2 separate regions of the Gossypium arboreum genome follow, and region 2 is linked to region 1. A link is a contact called in public Hi-C data. All regions are on one chromosome and are shown on one strand. The core of a region is the stretch at or near the end of the contact, and the rest is flanking DNA. Distances in the headings are between cores, read along the strand shown.

Region 1 (5,912 bases), core at 1,155-3,654:
TTAGCATACATCGATTTACGATGATGATAATGAGAAAGGTTGGGTTTCTCAAGTTTTGCTGTTTTAGGCAAATGAGGAAAGGACTTAGGATGTATGCCAACTATTATGATAATACAAATAACTAAATTTTAATTATTCTTTGGATGTCTGTTGTTTTGATGGAATTGTTATAGATTTGACCAAGTCTTCATATTACCATTTGTTTCATGTTGGCTAATAAATTGATTTAAGTCAAAATATAATCGGCATGGCATGTCTCCAGATAAGTCCTCAACTTTGTATATTTTTATGACATTCAAATTAAACTTTAATTGCGACTCAAATAAAGCATTTGTTTGGAGAATCTTGGTGCCAATGAGAGTTTGATCCAAATGCTTGTCCTGTCTTGCGGCAGACCAAAGCTTGAAATTTAGTAGTCGTGGAGGCTGAGAGTACCAGACGGCAGAACGTTCTGCCTAGGAATAGAGGTCTGATTGGGATAAACTTTCTCACAGGTTGGTCTTCTTTAAAGAAGGTTCCTTCCTTTGGAACCATATACTCCATAGTACAGCAAGCCATGGGTTTCATCCCTTCTCGAAACTCCAATGCTATAGGCCTAACAATATTGAGAAATATCTTGGTTTCAATAAGGAGAACCTTAAGGGCTAAGATTAAGGGTGGCTTTTTTAAGTCCTCCTTATACTTTTACACACTTGCATTCTAAGATGTCAAGTATTTTCATTTACTATTTGTCATGCTTTAAAGCGCCCGACTACATTTATGCGCAAATTGATTAAAGTTTCTAAAGACTTCTAGTGGTAGCATAGTGATGAAAAATCATTGAAATAATTGGGAAGCTCTTACTCCACCTAAATCACATGGAAGCTTGAGTTTTAGACGAGTTGCTAATATGAAGCAAGCCTTCCTAGCCAAGTTGTCTTGGAAATTACTTGATAAGAAAAGCTAGCTCCAAACCAAAACGCTTGGGAAAAAAAAAAGCAAAGCATTCTCCATAGGGGAGGCAAGGCTTTTGGGTCAGAATCATTGGTCTTCTTCACATGGGTTTGATTCTTGGGCTTTATGTTTGAGTATTTAAGCTTTGGGCTAAATATATAAATTGTTTGATATAAATAAAAATTCTGGAGTTGAAAATTAGTGATTGACCCATTTTATAGGTTCGATTGAATAGGTAGTTTCTTTTTTTGGTACGAGGTCTAGATTTGAGCTACAAAACTTACAACTCCGTCTAAATTACTATTTAATTAATACCCAGAAAAAAACACAAATCAAGATAAGTAATAAAAAAAATAGCATCACCGACTCCGGCCCAAGTTCCAAGGATTGAGGTCAATTACTCTATCAAATCATTTGTCGGTCACACTCACATCTCTCATCCCGTCTTCAACTTTGCCATCAATTAAACTACTCATTTATCTCGGTCTCGGATGCCTCAGACAGCTTTAAATTTATCACATATGCATAAAACCTCACTCTCAAATTACTTGGATTCCAATTTTAATATATTTTGTCCACGCACATTGGTCAAAATATAATTAGACGTTAAAATTTAAATAAAAATTATAGTATAATGTTGCAAAAGTTGCTACTAATATTCAATTTAAATATCAATATCGCTTTCGTTAAAACAAAGATTTAATTTGAAAAATTAAAAGACTAAAATAATAAGGAAAATTTTCTTTTTACGAAAGTTCTTTTATAAAATATGATTATACATGTATGCATGAACAACTATAAAATAAAATCATACTAATATATAATTTAAATTGATGAATAATTAAAATATAATACAACAAAACCCATACATATAAAATAAAATTTGAACTCACTAAATTTAACTAGAGTGCTCAATATCTTAAAACTCTAATAATTATAATAAGATGAACCACTGTAAGAAGAGTATGAAGATTGCAACATTTTGAATTAGAAGTAACAAATTTAGATGTATATGATCATAGGGAATTAGGGATAAGATGAAAGAGAAGTGCGGCGATTGAAGTTGGTAAGGTAAAGAGAAGAAGAAGAGCCATCCCCAAAGCAACGGCAGGCCTGGTTTCCATGAGCTTGGATTGCAAGCTCCCCACAGCTTGGTAAACATCGAGGTCGTACTTTTCTTTCTTGTATTGTTTCTCCCACTCCATCCAATGCTGGGGAGGCTCATAACTCTTCTCCACCCTCTGCATCTCCTGAATTCGCTTTCTCAACACTATCATGCTCTCATCCACTAGCTTCCCGTCGAAATTGTGACTAGATGGCCCTGATGATCTTTTTGAAGCCATTACTTTGACATTTGCCGTCTTTGCCCCTCCCAAACCCTTTCTCCCGCCTATTAGGTCGCTGGAGAAGCGATGTTGTGGTGGAGGAGCTGAAGCTGAGGACTTAGAAAGACAAGAAGTAGTAGCTTGCATGGTTTTTGGACGTGAAGTTATCTCTGGAATAAGTGGCGCAATGATTTTGGGAAGAAAAAAACTAAAGAGTATTTATAGAGGAAAGATGATGGTGAAGGACCGTTATTGAGTCAAAATCCTGGAATTTAGAGATTGATTTGGAAGAAAGGTAAGATAACGTGTGGGACACTCGATTTTTAATTGGAAGATTCTGTAGTAAGAAATGGGAATGTACGTGCGTAGCCTGTGGGGGCGGCGCCAATCACACCGCGTCCACTTGTATCTTCATCATTTTCATGCAATTTTTAATCCCTCTCTCTTACACCTACTCTTCCTGCCCTTTTATATTTAATTCCTTTATTCACCTTTTTCTTTTAACATTAAATATAAAATTAATACCTAATTTTTTCCACTTCTTTCGTATTAGTATTTATAGTTTTTTTTTTCAAATTACTACTTAGATATCGATTTAGGTGATGGAACAAAATTCAAATACTAATTTGAGATAAAAAAATTACAGGTATTAATTTAAAAAACTGAATAAATTTAAATACTAATTTTATATTTAACCTCTAATATTATAATGATAACAGATTCGTCATTTCATATTTTTATATATTTTAAATAATTAAAAATATAAATCTAAAACAAATAGTAGTAATGAACGTATCTAACATCCATTTTACTCTTGAGAACCGCAGGATACTTTTTATATTTAATTTATTTTGTATTATGAACAAATACCCATCTATTAATTATGAGTAAATATTAATCGAAATTTTTAAACATATTATATTTAAAATATATAAAAATAAATAAAAAATTTATCGTACAGGTATGCTTGTAAAAATTATGTATTTAGAAGACAATTATACATTTAAAAATAACATATAATAAATAATGAAATGTAGTGTTCAAAATTAATATTAACCATATGTCATATGTATGAAATTAAAATAAAAAAGTTTAAATTGTGATTAAAATTAAATTTAAATAAGTAAATACGTCATATTAATAATATTAAATGCACTCCAATTATTTATCATGATATTATCAATTTTTATAGCACGTAAAAAGTTATGTTGATGAGAAGAAAATTCAATATTAAAAATCTAATTATAAATAATTAAAGGCTTAATTGAACAATAATTCAACAGATTTGATTGACTAGAGTATAACAAAAAAAAAAAAGAAAAGAAAAGAAAAGAATCTATTGAAATATCAACGAATTTCTATTTTATACACGAGCAATATTCAAATAGAATTCAAAGAAAATGGATGCGATAAGACAGAAAAAACAGACGGTGCGTAAATGTAACTCGTTGTTTAAAGAACTATTCAGAGTTCCTAGAGCTCCTTGTAAAGCTTGTTGGAAAACCCGTTGTCGGACTTGATTAATCGCTCTTTGTTGTTCAAAATAAATGGTTTCATTTTTGTAATTTTCTAATTGTTCCAAAATCTTATAAGTTGAATTAATCAAATTCAATTTTTCTTGTCTATCTTAGAGTATCCATTCCCTCGAAACTGATCCGCCTCCAATAAGAGGCCCTTAAACTATACTCTTTATTTGAATTAGATTCTTTTTTCTTTTGGTTAAGTCAGGTATATAACTAATGTTACCCTTCTCATTAAATCCGTTAAAAAAAATCTTTGCAACCAATCAAGAAGTGGCACGTGTCTTTAAAAATATAATTTATATTAATTTGACTAGAAATTTGAAAAAGTTAAATAAAAATATATTAGTATTATTTAAAATAAAAATTATCCCCCTCTCCTTCCCTCCCTCCCTCTCTTCCCCCAGCCAGCCTATTTTCATGTTTGTTTATTTATTTTTAAGTTTTTTAATGTTTGGTTCGTGATCGTTAAAAGTTTTAAAATAATGTTTGTGGTCATTTATATAATAATTTGTGTTTCTTCCTGTAAGTTAATTGAAAAGTTTATGAACATATAATTGAACACATTTACAAATGATATTAATGAATAATAAACTAACAAACAATAAATAAACATACATATTATCTTTTAGATATAAAATAATTAAATATGAATATTAATAATTTTAATATAAATAGAATAAGCACTTGAAACTATAATAATATTATTAATTATACGATAACTGAATAGTAAATGAGTTTTAAATACACTTAAAATAATTTATTAAATGAGATTTAAGTGAACATCAACGTGTTTGTTTATGAACAAACAAACCAACCAAACTTTGTTTACATTCGGTTCACTTAATAAACAAGCTTAAACGTCAAATGAGTCTTAGCTCGATTGGCATAGGCATTGTTGCTAATGTAGGAGTGTTAAGGAAAAAAACTATTGTGGTAGTTAACAGTTTAAAACAGTTAGTAGTTAGCAGTAATAGTTATGGTAGTTAAGGTTGTTGTAACTAGTCTTGGTAGCTTGTGTATATATACCAGAGTTTGATATCTGGTTTAATATCAATAAAAGATTATTTTTCAGTCAACATGAATAGTTTTCATGAATCTCAACATGGTATCTAAGCCTTAAAAATTTATTTTTAGTGTTCTCTCATGGCAACAGAGGTCGTTTCTGGTGATGATGATGAAAATCGACAGTGCATCAACTCAAGTGTTCCAGCAGGTGGTTCTTCTCCTAGTTCGACTCCTGGTGTTTTGAAAAAGATTCAACAATTTCCTAAACATGACACTGTAAAACTTGGAGAGCACAATTTTCGTTTATGGAAACAATAAGTTTTGTTGATCCTTAAAGGCTATGGGCTGTATAGTTTTATTCTTGGCATTGTTAGTGTTCCTCCACAGTCGATTGTTGATAGCAATGGTAATCTTATCCCCAATCCTCACTTCTTGTTTCATAAACAACAAGATAAATTGTTAGCTTCCTGGCTTTTGTCCACCATTTGTGATGATGTTCTTGTTCATCTCACTGATGCTCGATCTAGCTTTGATGTATGGAGTACTGTTGTTATTCGCTTTGCTTCTAAGTCTACTCTGACGATTTCTACTTTGAGACATTCCCTTTATTCTAAAAAAAAAGGTCAGCTGACCATTAAAGAATATCTGGCCAAGATTAAAAATCTGTGTGACACTCTTGTGGCTGCTGGTAGTGTTCTTTCTGAGCAAGAATAAATTAGTATCATTCTTGCAAGCTTGCCAGTGGAGTCTGAGTCAATTCGTATTGTAGCATCTGTAATGAGTATTCCTCTTGAACTTCTTATTGAAATGCTAACTGATTGTGAAACCCGACAACCAGATCTAGTTTCTACCATGTCTTTACAAGTTAATGTTGTTCAGTATCATGATTCTGGTGGTAGTAGTTGCGGTCAGTCTGATAGGAGTATCAGGCCACACTACAGGGGCAATGGTAGATCATCTCGCGGAAGAGGTCGAGGTAGGAAATTTGTGCATAATAAGCCTCAATGTCAACTTTGTGGACGCATTGGTTATACTGTCCAGCGGTGTTATTTATCAGTTCGATGAGACTTTTAAAGGAATTTCTAACCAGTCCATGCAGGTACATTTTCATCAGTTCTAAAATCTT
Region 2 (5,912 bases), core at 1,192-3,691, 160 kb after region 1:
TACGTTCTTCATATGTCCAGACAAACATAATGGTTGTTTATCAGGATCACTAGCAGAGTATAAGTTAATTGTGCCAGAAAGGGAAACTGTAATGAGATGATCATTCTGCCACAGACATCCAACAAGCATGTCTTCCACTCCACCAGATCCAGAGCATTCCAACGTTTTACTTACTTTGCCAGTACCGTCCTCAAAAATCTCCCATATCTTGGCAGTCTTGTCAGCAGAAACAGTTAGTACCTGATTTCATCAATAAAATAAAGCGCAAATCAAATAGTTAGTAAGAAATCTCAAGCCAATAAGCCCAAAGGCTCCTAAATGAATAAGATGTTACGACCCTCCAAAAATATTATTATTCTGCTCCATTATCCGCAGCTTGTCTAACATCTCTAAGCCTAAATTCGGATAGTGGTCAAATATAAATTTCAAAGAGTTTGAAATTCTCGAAAAGAATACATGTAACTATACCCACAAATGCAATGGCATAAAACATGCATGCACATATGAATAATGAAACCAAGCCGAAGCTGTTAACTTGCATTTGGGTTAGAGAAGTTTCACAAAAGCGAGAGTAATGTCAGAAGCATAATTGCATTGACAGGGCATGGTCCTTATCAAAACAACTAAATAAAATACTCAACTAGATGCTTACATGTTTACCATCTCCACTCCAGCTAACAGCATAAATGCTACCTGTATGACCATCTTCACTGGACAACTGCCCCATTGTTTCGCCAGTCTTTGCATCATATATTATACCCTTCTTATCTGAGCTTACGCTAATTAGTTTGCTGCCATCTGGGGAAAATCTAATGCAGTTGACAAAATTTGCATGCTCCCTGCACATCATAAAACAATTCCTTGAATAACCCTAAAACTAACATAAATCTTAAGAACCAGTGGAATACTATTTTCCTAATGAAACTCATACTTTCCTAAGCAGTTGTGAAGTTAGACTGTTAAAGAAGTTAGCTGTTAAAAAGCTGTTAAAGAAGTTGGTTTGTTGAACAGATTAGCAGCTTTAATATCTTGTCTATAAATATAGACTCTTGTGTAGTTGGAAAGATAAGAGCAAGAAATACTCTTTTCATTTTTGTTAGTCTCTATTAAAATCAAACAGTGCACACTTTTCAGTTTAGGCAAATCTTAAGATTGAGTAGAAGATTATTCTCGAAATGAAGCGTTAAATAGTTATAACAAGTAGCAATGCATGTATCTGATTGATGCGGGTACTGAAAATGCATCTTTATTTACATCATTGACAAATTTAATTTATGTTCCTGAGACACCCCGGCCATAGCTTTTGTGACCGCCATAAAACATGCATGAACATATGAATAATGAAAGCAAGAACAAACCATCAATGAAATGTCTTCCTCACTAAGACCAAGGCATTCTACTTGAGAAATTTAGGGTTCGTCTGATTAGTTATTTTATTTTTTGTTTATCATTATTGTTCTCATATTTTTAATTGCTACTTTTGATTACTCATTTTCCACTAAGGGAAACGAAAAAGTAAAAATATCAGGTAAATGTAACGCCTAATAAATGATAAGAGCAATTGAAAACAGTATTATCTACCTGTGAGATAACTTGAACTTAAAGGGTGGACCTTCATAAAAATTCACCAAGAAATCTTCTCCACAACTTGCAATTCGAAATGGCCTCGTCGGTTTAAAATGACAGCTTAGCACCCTCTTCGAGTGGCCATCAAAGTCCCCCACTGTTGACCCCGAATCCCACCTTTAAATTCAACATCACAGAAACTCTAATAAAAATCTAACTATTTTCATATTCTCTTGATTTTACTCAAGCGACAGTCTTAGATTATGAAACAGAAATTGTACTATAAAAAAGAGAGGAATAGAAGAGGTAGAATAAGGAGTACTGACATAAAAGCGCGAACAAAGGACTTTCCTTTGCCATCGCCACAGGCAACGATCCTTAAGCCATCAGGGGACCACTGTAGATCATCGATCCGACCGGAAAGGACCTTGAACTCATTCTTCAAAACGAAGTCGTTATGAGTACCCCAGATTCGTATAATTCCAGAGACGTCAGCGGAGGCAATCCACTCGCCGTTGGGGGAGTAACGAGCGACAGTGACGGGATAGCTGTGATCTCCATAAACGGCGACGTGAAGAGGGCGGTCAAGGTAACGAATGAAAACGGATCTTGCGTTGCAGTAAAGGATGGAGTTGGTTTTGGGATCGCCGGAGATTAGAATTCCACGGCCTCGTTCCGTGGAAGGGGCGCAGGCATAGGTTTCAATGAGAGCCATTTGTGTGTGTGTGTGTGTGTGTGTGTGTGTGTGTGTGTGATTGGCAAAGAGACTGTTTTGGAGGATTTTAGTTGGAAGGAAAAGTGCGGGAATTGAGGTGGGAGCTTTTTGAACGAGTTGGTCGCTGATTTTGTTGTTTTTTTTAGACATTTGCTTCACTTCATCGTACGAAGTTGCCATTTTTAGTGTTTACATAATTCCTCGGTTTTTTTTATTTTTTATTTTAACTCCGAAAATATATATTATTTAGAATTTTTATTTTTAATTTGTATATGATTTTGGGTAAACTATGTAGTTGGTCATTCCATTTTTGTAAAATTTTATTTTGACATAGAAAACAAAAAGTTTGCAATACGGACATTGTTGGGCTTTTTTATCTATATATTATAAAATTAAAAAAATACTTAAATGGTATGTCAGATAGATTATTTATCAAAATGGTACATCCAAGCAAGTGGAGGGTGCTGCATAGGAGGCACCACCTTAAAAATCAGACATGTTTGACTGAAAACAAAAAATATTTTAATAGTGGTGCCTACTTGATAGGCATCACCACATTTGTACCGGAATAGTATAGAACCCGTATTTTTATACGGATGTAATGCAGGGGTATGGTGCCTATCTAATAGGAGGCACTAGTACCAAATTCCCCCCACCCAATTCGGTTCAATACTAAATATCTGTTAAAAAAATAGCAGAACATAAGGAAGAAGAAGGGGAGAAGAAAGAAAAAAAGAAAAGAGAAGAAAGAAAGAAAGAAAATGCATTTTATTTTTATTGTTATTTTCAAATAGAATAGATTATGATGAGAAAAAATATTTTGTTAGTATTATATAGTTTTTTAGTGTTATTTTTATGTTTTGCTTTAAAGTTATTTTGTTTATTGTGATTTGTTAGATTATAAATGTAAATTTATATTAATTTTTAAGTTATTTTGTTAGTAAATTTTGTGTTTAGATTAATTATTTGTTTAAGGTTTATTGTGATTTGTTATGTTATGAATGTTATGTTTTAAAATTTTTAATATATTTGAAAGTTATTTTGTTAGTAAGTACAAAGGGAGAAAATTGATAAGATGATGAGAGAATTGCAAGATTACAGAATGAAACTAGAAGAAGACATCATTCAACACCATATTATCGTAAATCAAAAGGTGCAAGAAGTGTTATGGAATGGTCATGAACTGATTAGAAAGAATAAAGTGCAATACTTAACCCTTAGAGGGACATTAATAGAATGGAAGCATCAAATAATTTTAGACCAACTTTGGAAGACATTAGTTCTACGAACCTATTGGAATCTCTTATGGAGCAAGGAAAATAGCGAGACAAAATGTAGGTTCACAAAAGTTGACTGAGAAGCAAAATGTGTTTGACATACCATGGATGGATAAATTAGTTGTTAGGAAATTACCAAGAGAATTTTTAAATTCAATACCCGTTATAAAGATTGAAGAGGAAGAGATCCTAAGGAATTTCCAAATTGGATTGTAGAAGATGAATTAAAGAGAATTCAAAATTTAATATACAGAATTTCTTAAAGGAGGATACAAGATCGGAGATGGAAGAAAACGTAAAATGAATATAAGTGGTTAAATGTAAAGATAAATGTCGTTCATATACAAAACGTGAACTAAAAAAGTTTGAGCTTATGAATGAAAAAATTGCATATTGATATAATTTTGGTCTCTTTTTATTCATTAAATTTTTTATGTAAGTATTTTTTTTATTGTTTGAAATTGTTTTGAGAATTTTTATTTATTTTTTAACAGGTTGAGTATTGAAGATGGATAATCAATTTTTCGTATGCGTTTATTTCGATTGAACAATCTTGACAACAACCGTTGGATGTATATTTGAATGTCGCCAACAAATAGCAATGAGATTTAATAGAAATGTCTCGTTCAATGATATGAAGGAAAAGATTAGTGCAAAAATTGTTAGATGTTGTGAGAGAAGGATTTCGAAACTTTTCTTCAAGTTTCCAGTTTCAACAGATCCCATTAGATTCACCAAAATGAAACTTGTAGACGATGAAAATATGGAGACAACGATCGCTCTTTATTGTGGGAATCAGAGTGACCAAAATGCACCAATTCAGTTATTTGCTGAGTTAGCTGGTGTGGAGCCAACTGAAGATCTCATTGCATTAGGTGAAGAACTTAGAGCTCAAGAACCTTGTATGGTGGCTCTAATATCATAAGTTGATAGTCAATCAACTATACGCGGGATCGATATTGATGTTAATGTTGCACCTGATATTGATGTGGTTGGTGATGATAGATACGACAATAGTGATCCTTGTAATCATGAGTTCGATAGTGATAGTGATCCCGATGTGGACGGGGTCCCTAATGATATTTACAACGAAGACATGAATGAAAATGAAAATATTAACGTGTCTTCAGCTGGGAACCCTATTCGATGTATTGTAATACACAATAATCCTAGGGCACACATGTCGCTCATAGACCCCAACGCGGCGCACGTAGCCAAGTTCCTAGAGTACCCTAAAATACTACCTATTCATCTCTTGACCGTATATTCCGATCCTGAGGAGTTATTCGTGGGCCAGAGATTCAAAAGTAAGGAAAAATGCTTATTTGCTATTAAGCAGTATAGCATGAATATATCAGTGGACTACAAATTCGCAGTGTCTAAATCGACATTATATATTGGGGAGTGTTGGAAGTCGACGGAAGGCTGCAATTGATGGGTACGAGCCGTATTTATTCAAAAACTGTAGATATAGGAGATATGAAAATTTGTTGGGCCTCACACATGCACGTCAACACGTATGATAGAAGATAATCAAAAACTTGATTCTAAAACTATCTGTACGTGTATCATGCCAATAGTGAAGGACATGCCAATCATTAAAGTTTCGGTACTGATTGCTAAAATGCAGGCACGATTCCAATATTGAGTATCATACCGAAAGGCGTGGATAGCTAAACAAATGTCAATAGAGTAATTGTACGGGGATTTCGATACGTCGTACAATGAGTTACAAGGATAGATAGCCGCTATACAGGAGTACGTGCTAGGAACTGTCATTGAGTTACAGACACGACCTTATTACAGCCCAGATAACCAACTACAATCGGGAAAAAGAATTTTCCATCGGATGTTCTAGACGTTTGATCCATAAGTGCACGCATTTCCCCACTACAAGCAAGTAGATGAGACCTAGCTATACGGAAAATATACATAGATCCTACTTCTTGCAGTTGCTCAAGACGGGAACAAGAACGTGCTCCCGATAGAATTTACCATCGTAGATAAAGAGAATATGGAATAGTGGAAATTCTTCCTTACAAACCTACGGAGGTATGTTATTAGCAATGATTATAGTTGCATCATCTCCAATAGAGGGAAATGATTAATTGCCGCCATTAGATGTTCCGGTGTGCCACAGAGATCCCTTTACTGCATCTGGCACATAGCGGCTAACTTCTATAGAGATTATAATAATGCAAACTGGCAGAGACAAGTTGTGAGAATGGGTAAAGGATAACCTCATCTTTTCAATATGAGTTTTAATGTTTTAGGGAAATACTATAACTTATCTTTTCTTAATACAAATACAGCGCACGAGTTAGAGCTACACATTTTCGCCAAAGAATGACTCG

Evidence for each region. A called contact is a pair of places that touch in the nucleus more often than the background predicts.
Region 2: a contact with region 1 is called in a Hi-C map of leaf, with 4 times the contacts expected there. The contact joins the promoter of LOC108466585 here to the promoter of LOC108466766 in region 1. A contact is called at or near these places in 2 of 5 Hi-C or Micro-C datasets (both in leaf).

Annotation. Positions count from the first base shown.
Region 1 is chr2:68,153,818-68,159,729 of ASM2569848v2, forward strand. It overlaps LOC108466766, which reads right to left and starts at 2,405. Exons shown (of 1, transcript XM_017767135.2): 1 at 1,950-2,405. The coding sequence starts at 2,405. The coding sequence ends at 1,950. LOC108463953 (probable ribose-5-phosphate isomerase 2) reads left to right here. Exons shown (of 1, transcript XM_017763982.2): 1 at 1-135.
Region 2 is chr2:68,318,507-68,324,418 of ASM2569848v2, forward strand. LOC108466585 (actin-interacting protein 1-2) reads right to left here and starts at 2,442. Exons shown (of 7, transcript XM_053024967.1): 1 at 1,893-2,442; 2 at 1,582-1,743; 3 at 653-839; 4 at 1-240. The coding sequence starts at 2,431.